Linked DNA regions of Mus musculus: region 1 is linked to region 2. A link is a contact called in public Hi-C data. All regions are on one chromosome and are shown on one strand. Each heading gives the region's core, a stretch centred on a gene start, on an enhancer-like site or on the middle of the called end of the contact. The rest is flanking DNA. Distances are from core to core; before and after follow the strand shown. Region 1 overlaps Plekha8 (pleckstrin homology domain containing, family A (phosphoinositide binding specific) member 8). Region 2 holds the start of Plekha8 (pleckstrin homology domain containing, family A (phosphoinositide binding specific) member 8).

Region 1 (6,338 bases), core at 830-3,329, 44 kb after region 2:
ACATTCTGAGAGACATGAAGTTATTGCTCTACTAACACTGAGAGTACTCTTATTTTCCCTGTTAAGAACAGAGACCTGAGACACAGAGAGATAACCCATCTTTGGTCATGGATGGTGTTGGACAGTATCTAGTGTTTGATGCTTATGGTATTTAAGGAACCTGTGATTTCAGGCATTTTGCCTCAGTTCACAGTTACTCCCCAAGACATCCGTACTTTGGAAGGCTTATTCTAATGTGCCAACTAGCCAATCTCAGTGGCTCAGAGAAAACATCTTTCCGTCCCTGGAATTTGACTCATTTGCCAGCCAAGTAGTGAACTTTTATTCTCAAACACATCCCATCTGAACAAATGCCAGTCAAGGTCCTGCCACCAGCTTGTTGATACCCAGCTGTTGCTTGACCTTCCTGCTCTCTGTCAGCCAGGTTGGAGAGTTGAGCTCACCATTGGCCTTGCCTCTCTTTTCCTAGAGTGCAGCCTGCCTTATTTTCATTTTTTCTCTCTTTCCTTTATACTTACACTATCTTCTGTATGTTTATTAGGTGTCAGGCTTTGGGCAAAACACTTATACGATCTTCATCTTTAAAATAAAAAAAATATTTATCTGCCTTCTATGCTTGAGGAAGGTGAGGTTCTAAGAACCTAAGCACTTTGCTTAAAGTCTTCAAATGAGTATGTGAAAAATCTGAGATGCAAAGATACAAGCCACTCTTCCTTCACAAATGAGGATGGATTCTCAAAGGCTTTCAACGTATAGGGGGACAGTGAAGGTTCTCTGCTGTCTCAGGAGAGCCAGCCTAGCGATACTTGGAAGAGAAGTTTTGAGAGCTTTTAAACCAGACTAGCCAGACTGCAGTGGAGATGAGGACGGATCCTAGGAAGTCTCCTACCCAGAGAGATGGTTGGGAAGCACAGAGTGAGCCTAGCTTTCATCCTGGCCCCCACGTTCCTGAGACTTAAAATGCTCATACAAGAATAAAGATAGAAACTGTACATGGTTCTTCATATTATGATTAAAATGTCAGTATAGAAGCAAAAAAGAAACATTATCTGTGTATTAGTTACTTGTTGCTTCAACAAAATACCTGATAAAATCAGTTTAAGGAAGGAAAACTTATCTGGGCCCCCAGGATCCATCATGACAGAACCAGGCAGCAGGGGCTTGAACAGCTGCCCACATTGCATCCCCACTCAGAAGCAGAGTGATGGAGTCTGCTGCTTTCTCCTTTCATTCAGACTGAGTCCCCCATCCATACAGTAGTGCAAGTCATGGTGACCACGTGTCTCTCACCCAAGTTTGAGACACACTCACAGATGAGCCCTTAAGGTTGTCCCCTTAGAGATTCTAGATCCTAACAGGTTAACAGTATCACCATCATAAGTCTACCCTTTTCACCATAGGCTCCTGGCCATCTTATCATGCAAAATGCATTTGGTCCAACTTCAAAAGTCCTCAATTTGTTGTCTTTAACAGTTCCAAAACTGTTCAAAAGTGTAAGTTCAGAGTCTCTTCTGAGACTCAGAAAATCTCTTTAACTTTGAAACTCTGTAAAATAAAAAATCAAATTACATACTTTCAACCAAAAAATAGGTCACAGAGTAAAAATCACAATTCAGAAGAGAAGAGTTGGGACATAACAAGGGACTGTCAGACCAATGTCAGACCAAAGCCCAGTAGGAGAACACCGGAGTCTGCGGCTGCACATGGAGCATCTAGAGTTCCTGAGGGAGTCATTGCATTCTGGCGTGCTTGGGCAGCACCCATTGCTGCAGCTCTGCTGCCTAAAGCACACGGAGCCTGTCTCTGGAGCCACCTCGAAGCCATACCTCCAACTTGCCGCAGATACCTCGCGCTCCTGCCGTCTCTAATATCCTGAGTTCTCTGTTGCAACTTGGCTTTGCATTTGCAGCTTTGTGCCTTTATGCTGCAGTCTCTCAGGGCATCCTAGCAAGGAATCCAGGCTCACATAGCTTGGCTCAGAGGCCATCTGGAATCTCAGTCAAGACTCCATGACTCCCTCACTCTTGTGTCTGTCAGGACTGTAAAGCCAGTAACACATGGACAGTGTTTCTGACTTCTGTTGTCAGCAACAAGATGTAGCCTGGCCTCCCAGTACCCAATTGCATGGGCCTCTGTGTGCCTCACAGGCTGACCCTGGGGGAACACTTCCCTAGGTGGTAGTTATTCACCAGGGAACTTCTTTAGTAATAGTCTCAATTCAGGCTCTCCTTTTAAATGAATTTGTACTTATACAATATAGAGCTTTTGTTGGGTATGATATTCCCTTGGGCACCTTTCCTGTTGTCTCAGGTTTCTTTTTAATGGTGTTAATCTCTATAATATTCTAATTGCTTTCTCAGTACTAGCCTTCTCTACAACTCTGAATTTTTTTCTCCATGACAAATAGCACATGTCTGTTCCCTTTTGTTCTCTGACTGAAGAGCTGGATCAGAGCTTGCTACAGCCTGGATGCTATTCTAAGGGAGATTTCTCCTGCCAATGAAATTAGCCCATTGCCTTTGAATTAAGCCTCGGCACTAGCAGAATGCAGCCAGATGGTTTTCCAGAATACAATGTGAATGGCCTCTAGTCCAGTTCCCAGTAGAGTTGGTTTGCCTCTGGAACTGCATTACCTGGACCTCCACTGCACACATTTCACTTGGTATTCTAATCTTCCTAACACCCACTAGAACAATCCACTTAGCTCTGCTTATAACATCCTAAGGCTTTTCTAGCCTGAAGTTTCAAACTCTTCTGGAAACCAGTTCTAAAGATCCAATACACAAGAGGTCAGTTTCATCAAGTAACAATGCCTTCCTGGAATGAGTTTTCCGTATTCATTACTTTTATCGCTGCTACAGTAAAATAGCCAACAGCAGCAATTTTAAAAGTAGGGTTTATTTTGGCTTAGATATTGAGGGTGCAGTCCATCTTACCAGCTGGAGCTTGAGACAGCTGCTCACATTGCCCCATAGAGATGAAGTTTGCTGCTGGGCTGTTTTCTTCTTTTTCATCAGTCTAGGCCTCCAGACCGTGGAATAATGCCATCCACATGTATGGATGTTCCTCCTATCCCAATCAGCCAATCAGAAACTCTCTCACAGGCATGCCAAGAAGTTTATCTTCTAAGTCTAGATCCTGTCAGGTCATCATTATTACCATTACTTGTTCTCTTCCTTGTTATAAAACACATAAGGGGTTAGAGAAAATATTATCCATGTTGAGAAATAATAGAAGACATGAAGACACATGAAATGTTGTTTGCAAGTGAGATATGATTAGAGGTACTGGAAAGCTAGACAGGCGCATGCCAACAGACAGGTGTACATACGGACTGACCAAGGATTCAAGGAGAAAGAGTCCGAATCCTAACTATGAGAAGGGAGCTTTTCTCTAAAGCCTTGTCTCTTAGTAGTCCCTGACTTGGTGGCATTGTTCATTATTGGCCCAAGAAGACCCCTGCCTTTTCTAGTCTTGAAGTTACTTAATTTGGTGCTTAGAACCTAATTGTAAGCAATTTGTGAACTAGAATTAGAAGGGCATTTATATTTTGTATGCCCTTGTGTTCCTCAGTGTTCCTCCCTCCCCCCACGCCCCGCCCCCGTGTGTCTGTGTGCGCACATGCATCTGTCTGTCTGTAAGGGTAAGTGTATAAGAGACAGTTGTGTTGCGATCCTCACAAGTAACTCTTTTGCAGTTAGCACTGAGGGCAGCGCCATCCTATGAGGACTTTGTAGCTGCGCTAACCATAAAAGAAGGCGACCACCAGAAAGAAGCTTTCAGTGCTGGCATGCAGAGGGACCTCAGCCTTTACCTCCCCGCTATGGAAAAGCAGCTGGCCATACTGGACACGTTATATGAGATCCACGGGCTGGAATCTGATGAGGTGGTGTGACAGCCACAGGACAGCACCTCCTAACTTCAGGGAATAAAGTCTGCTAAAGTGTTGTGTTGCCCTAGTTAATTTCCAGCAACAGCTTTGATACTCTCCAGCCTTTCCTTGGGGAGATGGACATGAGGAAGTCCTAGTGCTTTTATTTAGAATTGTTTTAATGCATATGTGTTTCATGTGTTTAAAAATCAAGGTGCTAAATATTTCAACAGGCCTACTGGAAACCAGATCATCGCTGTCCCAGACTTGAATAGCAGGCAGTAAGAGCAAAATTGACAGATGGATTTGTTGGGTTCACATTTGTATTGTTCTGTTTCAGTTACTAGTTTTAATGGGCCACCCAAACCGAAGCAGTATGCAGGACTATTGTATAAAGCCAGTGTTTAAAATAGCTTAGATGTTGACTGGGCATTGGAGGGAGTGTAAGCCCCTTTGTTGAAGGACTTGCTGTGTAAGAGTTTGCTATTCCTACACTTTCCTGAGTGGATCCTTTCTCCCTTCCTCTGCTGATGGAAAGGGCTGTGTAGTGAAAACATTTGGGCAGTTGTAGGAAAACATTGACATGGACTGCCATGCCTGTTGTCAGGTGGGACAGTGGCTCAAGAGAATGACCTCAGCCCATGCTTGAGAACAGAATAGACAGGAAGGATAAGTCATTTGGGTGACACATACCACTCTTTGCCAATGCAGTACATTTCCTATGTGTTATCTGAATTGAACATCATAGCAGAACAGCGACTTTAAAGAGGATATTTAATCCTACTTCACAAGTAAAGCTTACAGTAGGGAGGTCTGCTCACATTTGTGGAATTTCTTGTTTCTGGTGATTTTATTTTTATTTATTGATTTATTTATTTTGCCTGTTTCATTAACTCTTCAGCAAAAGAGCCAGGTAGCTTCCAAATGTGATCTAGATCACCTCTGTATTGAAGTCACATGACATGCTGTTTCAAAGAACAGAGTCCTAGGACATGCCTGAAGAACCCAGATCTTACAAGGCTGAAGAGCCAAATTCCCATTTGAATTCTAGTTTACAGAATTCCCAGTCTTCTGCAGAAACCAAATAAAACACCTCCTTCCAGAGAAAGGGGCCGCCATTCAAGTAACATAATTAAATGGAGAGTGAGTAGACCAGCAGCTGGTGTAACAGCTTGAGGCATTCTTCTATAAAGAGTGACAAGATGCCCTGTCTCCCAGAAATGGACCAAGCTGCCTAGAGTGTGCATAGGGAAGAAGCCATGAATACCTTCCCAAGTGGAGGCCACTTCTTCCTAGCAACAAGAAGAGTGGCTCCAGCATAAGCAGTCCCCTGAAGACAACGAGCCTTGGCCAGGCACAGGTGAGGGAGTGGCTGTGCACACTGCTTCTGTTGCTGTGCACACTAGGGCTCTGCAGAGAACTATGCAGGGAAGGTACTGATTTTGTCTGTCTTTAAACGAGTGGGTATTTACTCAATGCAGCAGTAGAGTGGGCCACGGCGGTACCTGCAGTCCAGCTACCCAGAAGTATGAGAGTAAAGTATTATTTGAGCCCAAGATTTGGAGATTAACCTGAACAACATAGCAAGACCTTGCCTCTTAAAAACACTTGTAATAAAATTTTAAGCCAAGCAAGCATTTTGCCAACATAAGAAGTTCTAGAAATTAAACTTAGGAAAGGGAGGAGTGGGCTGGACTTACAGTATGCTACTTTCCTCTTGCAGGAGTTTCATATGGATCCTCTTCTCTGGCTAATGGAAAGGGGTCAGGGCTAAGGCATAACTTAGACCTGCCCTTGACATAGCCTGTAAAGACAGAAGAAGAAAAGTGGCCAGCCCGCTTGTCTCTGAGGGTGGGCGCTTTGGGCCATGTGCCCTTGGTGGGCTCTGCTACCAGGAAATTGACGTTAAGTATGGCCATGATAGGCAGCTGCAGGTGCCTCTGTGATCTCTAGTCTAGGGACTAGCACTCTGAGAGCGTGTCAGTCCAGGTCCTCACAAAGCCCTAAGTGCCCACTGGAGAGCTGCCTTGCTGGGCAGTCTGACTTTGGTACGTTCATTCCACCTGAATTAGTAGTTCTTGGTGTCTCATTGTAGTTAAAGCTAATTTTTTTTGTCTGATTTTTCAGTTACTTTCTAAGAAATGAAAAAAAAGAACCTGAAAGTGCTCCCTGGAGCCCCTCCCGAGAGCCCTGGTATTTCTAAGCCACCCTCACCCTGACAGATGAAGAACCGGTTTGTTGGTTGACAGAATGCTTACCTTCTCTTTGTTGCTAACAGTTTTTGGATTATCTTCCTAGCATAATCTTGAGAGTGGGGGATGTGTCTTGCTAGAGAGCAGTAGAGTTGACTGAGTAGTACTGGCAGACCACTCACAGAGCACAGCCCCACCTCCGTTCCATCAGTCTGCCCTTCACCCTCACCCAGTGAAGCTTGGCTCCCCACGGGCTGATGTCAGTATGTGTGTTG
Region 2 (6,005 bases), core at 2,477-4,976:
AAACTAGTTATCACACAGATGATGACTCTGGCAACACAAAACACTCCTTGCAGACGTCTTTAATGAAGTCTCTTCATTTTCATTATATTCCATTAGACATGCCTAAGATTTTACAGGAAGGCTGCACACAACAGTCCCTTCACCAAGTACCACAACACAAGCAGTAAACTGCTACAAAGTGTCTGCACAGGTTTTTGGCCCTTGGCTGGAAAAGAACTTAGACTAGCTATGAAAGGGATCAGACCAAAAGCAAGAATGTAACTGAGACTCTGAAGTGCAATGCCACAGTATTGGTTACTATCCACTGTGCACCGAGGACAAAGCTCTGACAAACTCTTCTTGAAATCTTTCACCAGAGCAGTGTGTGGAGGACTGTCATTCACTACCCTTAAGTCTCACAGAGACCATGTCTCACAGCAGTTTATTAAAACAAATGGCAGGATCTCAATTGAGCGGAAGCTTCAGACTTAGCTCATGCCATTCCCACATCTGCAAAATCTTCTCCCCTTCCTGTTCCGCCTTGATAATTTCCACCCCTGACGTTCAAGGCTGTTGTGTTCCGAACTCCTTCTTTATCCTCCCTGATCAGCACAATGGACCACAGGCTGCCATCCCTTCTCAGTGGACATTCTGTACTCTCCATAAACAGAGCCCTTTCCTGTGTTTTCCCTCTCTGCATCTCCAGGCAGAGGTGTGGCTTCCCGGGCTGAATGAATGAATGGATGCAGATGACTAGAAGGTGAACTTTCTGACCGGCCCTAAGGAGGTGCTGGTTAAATACTTTCTGAATGGAAATCATCACACTTGGTAACATTATCTGCCAAATCTTTGTTTATAAAAAAGAAAAGCGAGTGTAAAACATCTGGAAATCCTTCTACTTTTTACTTCTATAACCACACCTTTGCCATGGATGAAGCCTGACTTTCTAGAAGGAATGACTTTCTGTCATCCTGTGCTTTGGCCAAAATGCCACCTGCCAAGAAGTTAAACAGGTCGCTTGAAACAGTTATTTGTGTATCTTTTAGAAGCAGGCAAATAGATGATTGTGCATTTTGCTGTTGAAGAAAAATGACACATCTTAACATTTTTTTTTTGCACAATTAAAAGGGGAATCGGATATTTTACCTATGGAATGGAGTTCAAGACAGAAAAATCTGTTAAGCCTTTTCTATTGGCTGCTTAATTATAACCTAAGTATTTCTGTAAAACCTCAAATACTCTAGATATAATTTTATATAGAATAAAATGATAATGAAATTAATTTGTCAAGACTCCATGTATCCAGGAATTTCTTTCATGGTCTTGACCTATAGAACGGGTTTGACAATTTTCTTTCTCCAAAGGGAAACAGGTATTTCAGTTTTTTGTTTCAGTTTGTAGAGGTAAAGGAACTGTTAGCTTCACAGGCTAGTGTGAATGGGTGGGCCCTTTATCACTCTGCCTGCAAGGCGTAATTACTTACGTGGAATGAAACAGGGAGCCGTCCTTTTCTAAATAGCCTTCGTAGTGGACCAACATCAGATCCCCTCCCTTGGTCTTGCGATGGCAGATGAATGGCTTCTGGAGAACTTCGATTTTCACTTCTGGCTCAGGAATCAGAGCTCCGCTCAGAACCGTGACCCACAGTGCCAAGATAGCGTTCCACAAGAAAAACCTCATGTTACCAAAGCAGAGGAAAGGCCCCCGACTTCATAGAGTTAAAAATGTGCCAAAAGCGGAGACAGCTTAGGCCAAGCAAGTTCAGGACTCCCCCAACAGACACACTCCCAGGAAGACGTGGCACTTTTTCTAACAATTTTCACACAGACAGCGAACTCACAATAAAGAGTTAAAGCCCCATCCAAACATGATTGGTTCTAATAAGGCAGCTTCTAGGGAAAGGCGTCCTTCCACTGGCTGGCGCTGCTGTCCCTCAGGCGCCTCCCAGCCAATGGCGCCGAAAAAAATGTAGTGGTTCTGTGTGCTGTTGGGCCCTGGGCTCGGATGTGCCCCTTCGGAACAGTCCTAGAGCCCGCTGATTAGGAAATTCTCCCACCTCGGGAAGGCAGCTGGATCCAGGCTAACATCCTCGGGGGTGGGAGATGGGGGAAGGGTTGTTTCAGTGAAGTATTCCAGCTGCGGAGTCTGGAGCCAGGTGACACTCGGGTTTTTGGAAAGACCAGACACTGAGAAGCAGCCTTCTTCAAGATGCCACAAATAAAGGCTCAGAACTATGGTTACTAATTTAGAACAGAAACTCTAAGGACCTACTAGGATGCTTTAAGGTTCGCAAAGCACACTCTGGTGCAAGATCCTCACTAACTTAACGTGGCTATTCCCACCCACCCACTCCCCCCCCCCCCCCCATTTAGACAGTGTCTTAGGGTTTCCATTCTTGGGTTAAAGCATCATGACTAATAGCAAGTTGGGGAGGAAAGGATTTTTACCTATTACACTTCTATATCATAGTCCATTATCCAGGGAAGGCAGGGTAGGAACTCAAAACAGTAATCAGGAAGCAAGAGCTGATGTAGAGAGGCCATAGAGGAGTGCTGCTTACTGGCTTGCTCAGCCTGCTTTTTTTTTTTTTTTTTAATAGCACCTAGGATCACCTGACCAAGGGTGGCACCACTCTCAGTGAACTGGACCCTTCCACATCAATCAGTATTTAAGAAAAAGCAGTAGAGACTTGCCTACAGGTAAATCTTATGGTTCGGAGATCCTCGTTCCAAATTACTCTAGCCTGCATCAAGTTGCAAAAAACTAGCCCGGAGAGAAGCTAGTTTAAAAAAAAAATTAGGTTAGAAGTTAGTGCCCTGCTTAAGTTCACTTGGCCGAAAAGAATTGGCACTCCACCTTAAGACTTGGCTTGATTTCATTCTACAAACATCGCTGTCAATGAGTGACTGCTAATAATTCGTCACTTATGTGACCTTGGTGGTGAGTAGATAATACTTAAGGACGGAGAGAGAGAGAGAGAGAGAGAGAGAGAGAGAGAGAGCACTTGTTTTAACAATTATACAGCTTAAAGTTCTAAACGGCTGCCCTCATTTCAGATGTAGTCCATTGCTGCAATCTGAGAAGAAACTAGAAATCACCAAAAGAGATTAAAACAACAACAAAACACAAACAAAACAACAACAAAAACAGGGCATTGAGGTGTGCAGTCAGGCAAATAACCAACTAAGTGATATATTATTTATTAAACCTGTCAACCTTACACTAAGGGAAAAAATGCCTGCACTTTAGCCCTTGAGAGCATATTTCTATAACACTAACATTTGGTTGTGTTGTGCTTCTTCTCAACATTCACCTTCCATCTAACCTGTGATAGACACTTTTCTTGGATAAAAATCCTGACAACAGTGCATTTTCATACTTTCATGTACTTAGAAATTCCCCTTGGAGAGCTTGTAAAAGTGCCGATTTTTAATCCAAAAGGTCTGGAACCCCCGAGAGATTTTTTTTTTTTTTTTAACAGAAGCCCAGGTGAAGTCAATGTCTGCGGTCCAGAGACCAAGCTTCCAGTCAAGAGGCCGGCAGTTTGAACAGCGCCTTACACAGAAGTGCATCCGGAAACTACAGACTAGCCTCATCCGAGGATTCCGGGTCTCAGCCCGCATCCTCCTCCACTGACAAACTTGTCATTAAAAGCTGGATCCCTGGAGCCTAGACCCCCATGGGTGACCTGCCACCCGCGTGCGCATCGGAGCCCCGCCCACCGGTCAGCCCCTCCGCGCAGTGGCCAAACCCTGGCGTGGATTTGGTAGCGTGCGCACAGCGCAGTGAGCATGCGCGAGCGCGCCGGGGCGGGCGCTGTGGGCTCAGTGGCCGCAGGAAGGCGCCCGCGACCGCCGCCACAGGGGCCGCGCCTCCCGCGCCTCCCTCGCCTCTCTCTGGCGGCCGCTCTGCGGCGTCCACACCGACTGCGCCAGGCGCAGGCGCAGCCCCCGGGACCCGGAGCTGGTGCTCCCAGGCTGTCGCGGTGACCCCGCCCCCGGGCCCAGGATGTGAGGCCGGCCCGGCGTCCCCGCGGCGGGCCGGGGCGACGAGGGGCCCGCGGGTGCCATGGAGGGCGTGCTGTACAAGTGGACCAACTACCTGAGCGGTGAGTGCCGGCTTCCGTGGGTGCGGTGCGCCAGGCGGCACCCTCCGCCGGCTCGCGGCCCGGATGGAGAGTTGGGTACCGGGTGAAGCCGGCAGCCTGGGTCCGCTGCGGGGTCCACCTCAATCTCGCGAATTGGGTGGGGGGCGGCCTCGCTTGGGCCGCGCAGCCCAGCTGCAGGGTGCCGAGTGCCACCAACCCCTGGATTCCAGAGTCTCCACGCAGTCGATCTCCCTAGGCACCTTCAGGGTCATCCCCCTGCCGACCGAGGTAGTGGAACTCTAGCACCGCAGCCCTAAGCCCTGAAGTGTACGCTGGCGATCGGCCTTTTCTCTCCGAACATTTCTTTTGTTTCAGAACTCTGTCATAAAAATGAATGCAGATATTAACAACGGTGTCCTTGTCTTGCCCAGCACAATGGCTTAAAATAGCACCCTGCCCCCTTTCTAGCTCTTGGAAGCACTTTCCAACTATCCAGAAGTTAGAACTATTCCTCAGCTTTGAAGATGATTCTCAACGAACATTATTTTCATCCAAGCAGCCAGTATTTTATAAGTACTATGCTATATGAACAGTGCTGGGTGCGTTTTAAAGTTAAACTTTTTTGTTAGGGAAAATGGGTTAACATTTAACGTGTCAGTGGGGATGCAGAAACTAGAAATCTTACCAACTAGAGCTAGGGTTTCCCCATCCTTTGGTGGGGCAGTTCTGTAGTAAGGACAGGTGTGTATGGCTTGTGAAGATCTGGCAGAGTAACTTTGAGGAAGTCACAGCCCAGTACAGGCAGAAGTACACCTGTCAGCATGTACCTGGAATCTCCAAGTAGTATAGTAGTTAGCACAGTTAATTCATTTTTTTTAAAATCTCTACCCGAGGGTCTGATGAGAAGGTTTTCCTTAAGACCTGGCCTTCACTTCAAGGATCTCCACTGATGTCAGCAGAGAGATTAGGTTATACAGGAAGAACTCAAAGCTGGCCTGCAGGTCCTTGAATACTGGAAGCCGATTAGCATGTTGTTTAAGAGAAGGCTTGACGGTGCCATTCTCCCAATGCTGTCCTAAATGCTGAGAAGTAGGTGTGTATCTTAATTGTAAACCCTTGAGTCAACTTCACCCTTTACTGTCCTCCTCTGAACCCTAGCCCGGACACACACAAATCACTTTCTTCTCCTGCCCCACCTTAATCATTTCCGTCTTCCTTTCCCTCCCCTTTCTGTGTGGAAACTTTTGGTAGTAAAATGCCCTCTCCCCACAGTCTTCTGTATCCTTCATTGCACCAACATTTTTCTAGCTGTCTCTGTGGATCTATCTTCTGTGATGCCCCTGCCATCTGTTTGATGGTAAGAGTCAACTCTTTTCTTCCCTAAGTAAGAACGGACAGTACTGTTGAGTGGCTTCTGGGCAAAGCCCTAAAGGCATTGGAGCCTTCGCTGCTTTTCCTTTGGCTTGTGTGTCACTCACTGTTCCATGAAGGCTGAAGGCTGTCACACCGCTGACTACTTTTCTGGATAGACTACTCTGCTTAAAATTGAGGGTCGGTTGGCACATTGGCTTTCATTCAACACGGCCTTACTTTGGAAGAGAATGGCACTAGCTTAGGAAGATCACATGGGTTCCCTCTGCTCTCCTTTGCTGTCGGAGAGTGAATGATGAACTTAGATGGAAAGCCTTTGCCTTTAGAATAATATTTTCCGAGTTCTCTGAGAATGTCGCACAGCTCCTTTTGCTCATGTTCATCCCTCTTCCCATAGCCACCCTTTCCACCCTCACTCCCTACTCACCTTGAAGTCGTCCTCCTGCTCCTCCTCTTTCTCCTCCATCTCCTGCAGCTAATGATGCTCAGAGACTCTTGGGAGTGGGGCCCGCTAAGGATCATACCATTAAAGAAAACTGGCACTTGCTCTCCCAGCAACTATCAGCTG

What was found. A called contact is a pair of places that touch in the nucleus more often than the background predicts.
Region 1: a contact with region 2 is called in a Hi-C map of rod photoreceptor, with 3 times the contacts expected there. The contact joins the enhancer-like site here to the promoter of Plekha8 in region 2. A contact is called at or near these places in 16 of 39 promoter capture datasets (the 3T3-L1 cell line, the HPC-7 cell line, cranial neural crest and 10 more), 49 of 484 Hi-C or Micro-C datasets (the AML12 cell line, the HL-1 cell line, Sertoli cells and 25 more), 12 of 115 datasets of contacts at active chromatin or transcription factors (the SCID.adh cell line, bone marrow-derived dendritic cells, bone marrow-derived macrophages and 6 more) and 3 of 9 other capture datasets (adipose tissue, liver and pancreatic islet).

What each region holds. Positions count from the first base shown.
Region 1 is chr6:54,637,087-54,643,424 of GRCm38.p6, forward strand. Plekha8 (pleckstrin homology domain containing, family A (phosphoinositide binding specific) member 8) reads left to right here. Exons shown (of 14, transcript NM_001164361.1): 14 at 3,698-6,338. The coding sequence ends at 3,895. Among named protein-coding and RNA genes, the nearest start is that of Gm34249, 17 kb to the right of the region's middle. Within about 2 kb of position 2,080, at least 6 of the 459 cell types and tissues checked have an H3K27ac peak or open chromatin away from gene starts, as enhancers often do. A contact at or near this core is called in olfactory sensory neurons and rod photoreceptor, where this site is marked.
Region 2 is chr6:54,591,385-54,597,389 of GRCm38.p6, forward strand. Plekha8 (pleckstrin homology domain containing, family A (phosphoinositide binding specific) member 8) reads left to right here and starts at 3,727. Exons shown (of 14, transcript NM_001164361.1): 1 at 3,727-4,087. The coding sequence starts at 4,048. Fkbp14 (FK506 binding protein 14) reads right to left here and starts at 1,790. Exons shown (of 4, transcript NM_153573.2): 1 at 1,463-1,790. The coding sequence starts at 1,659.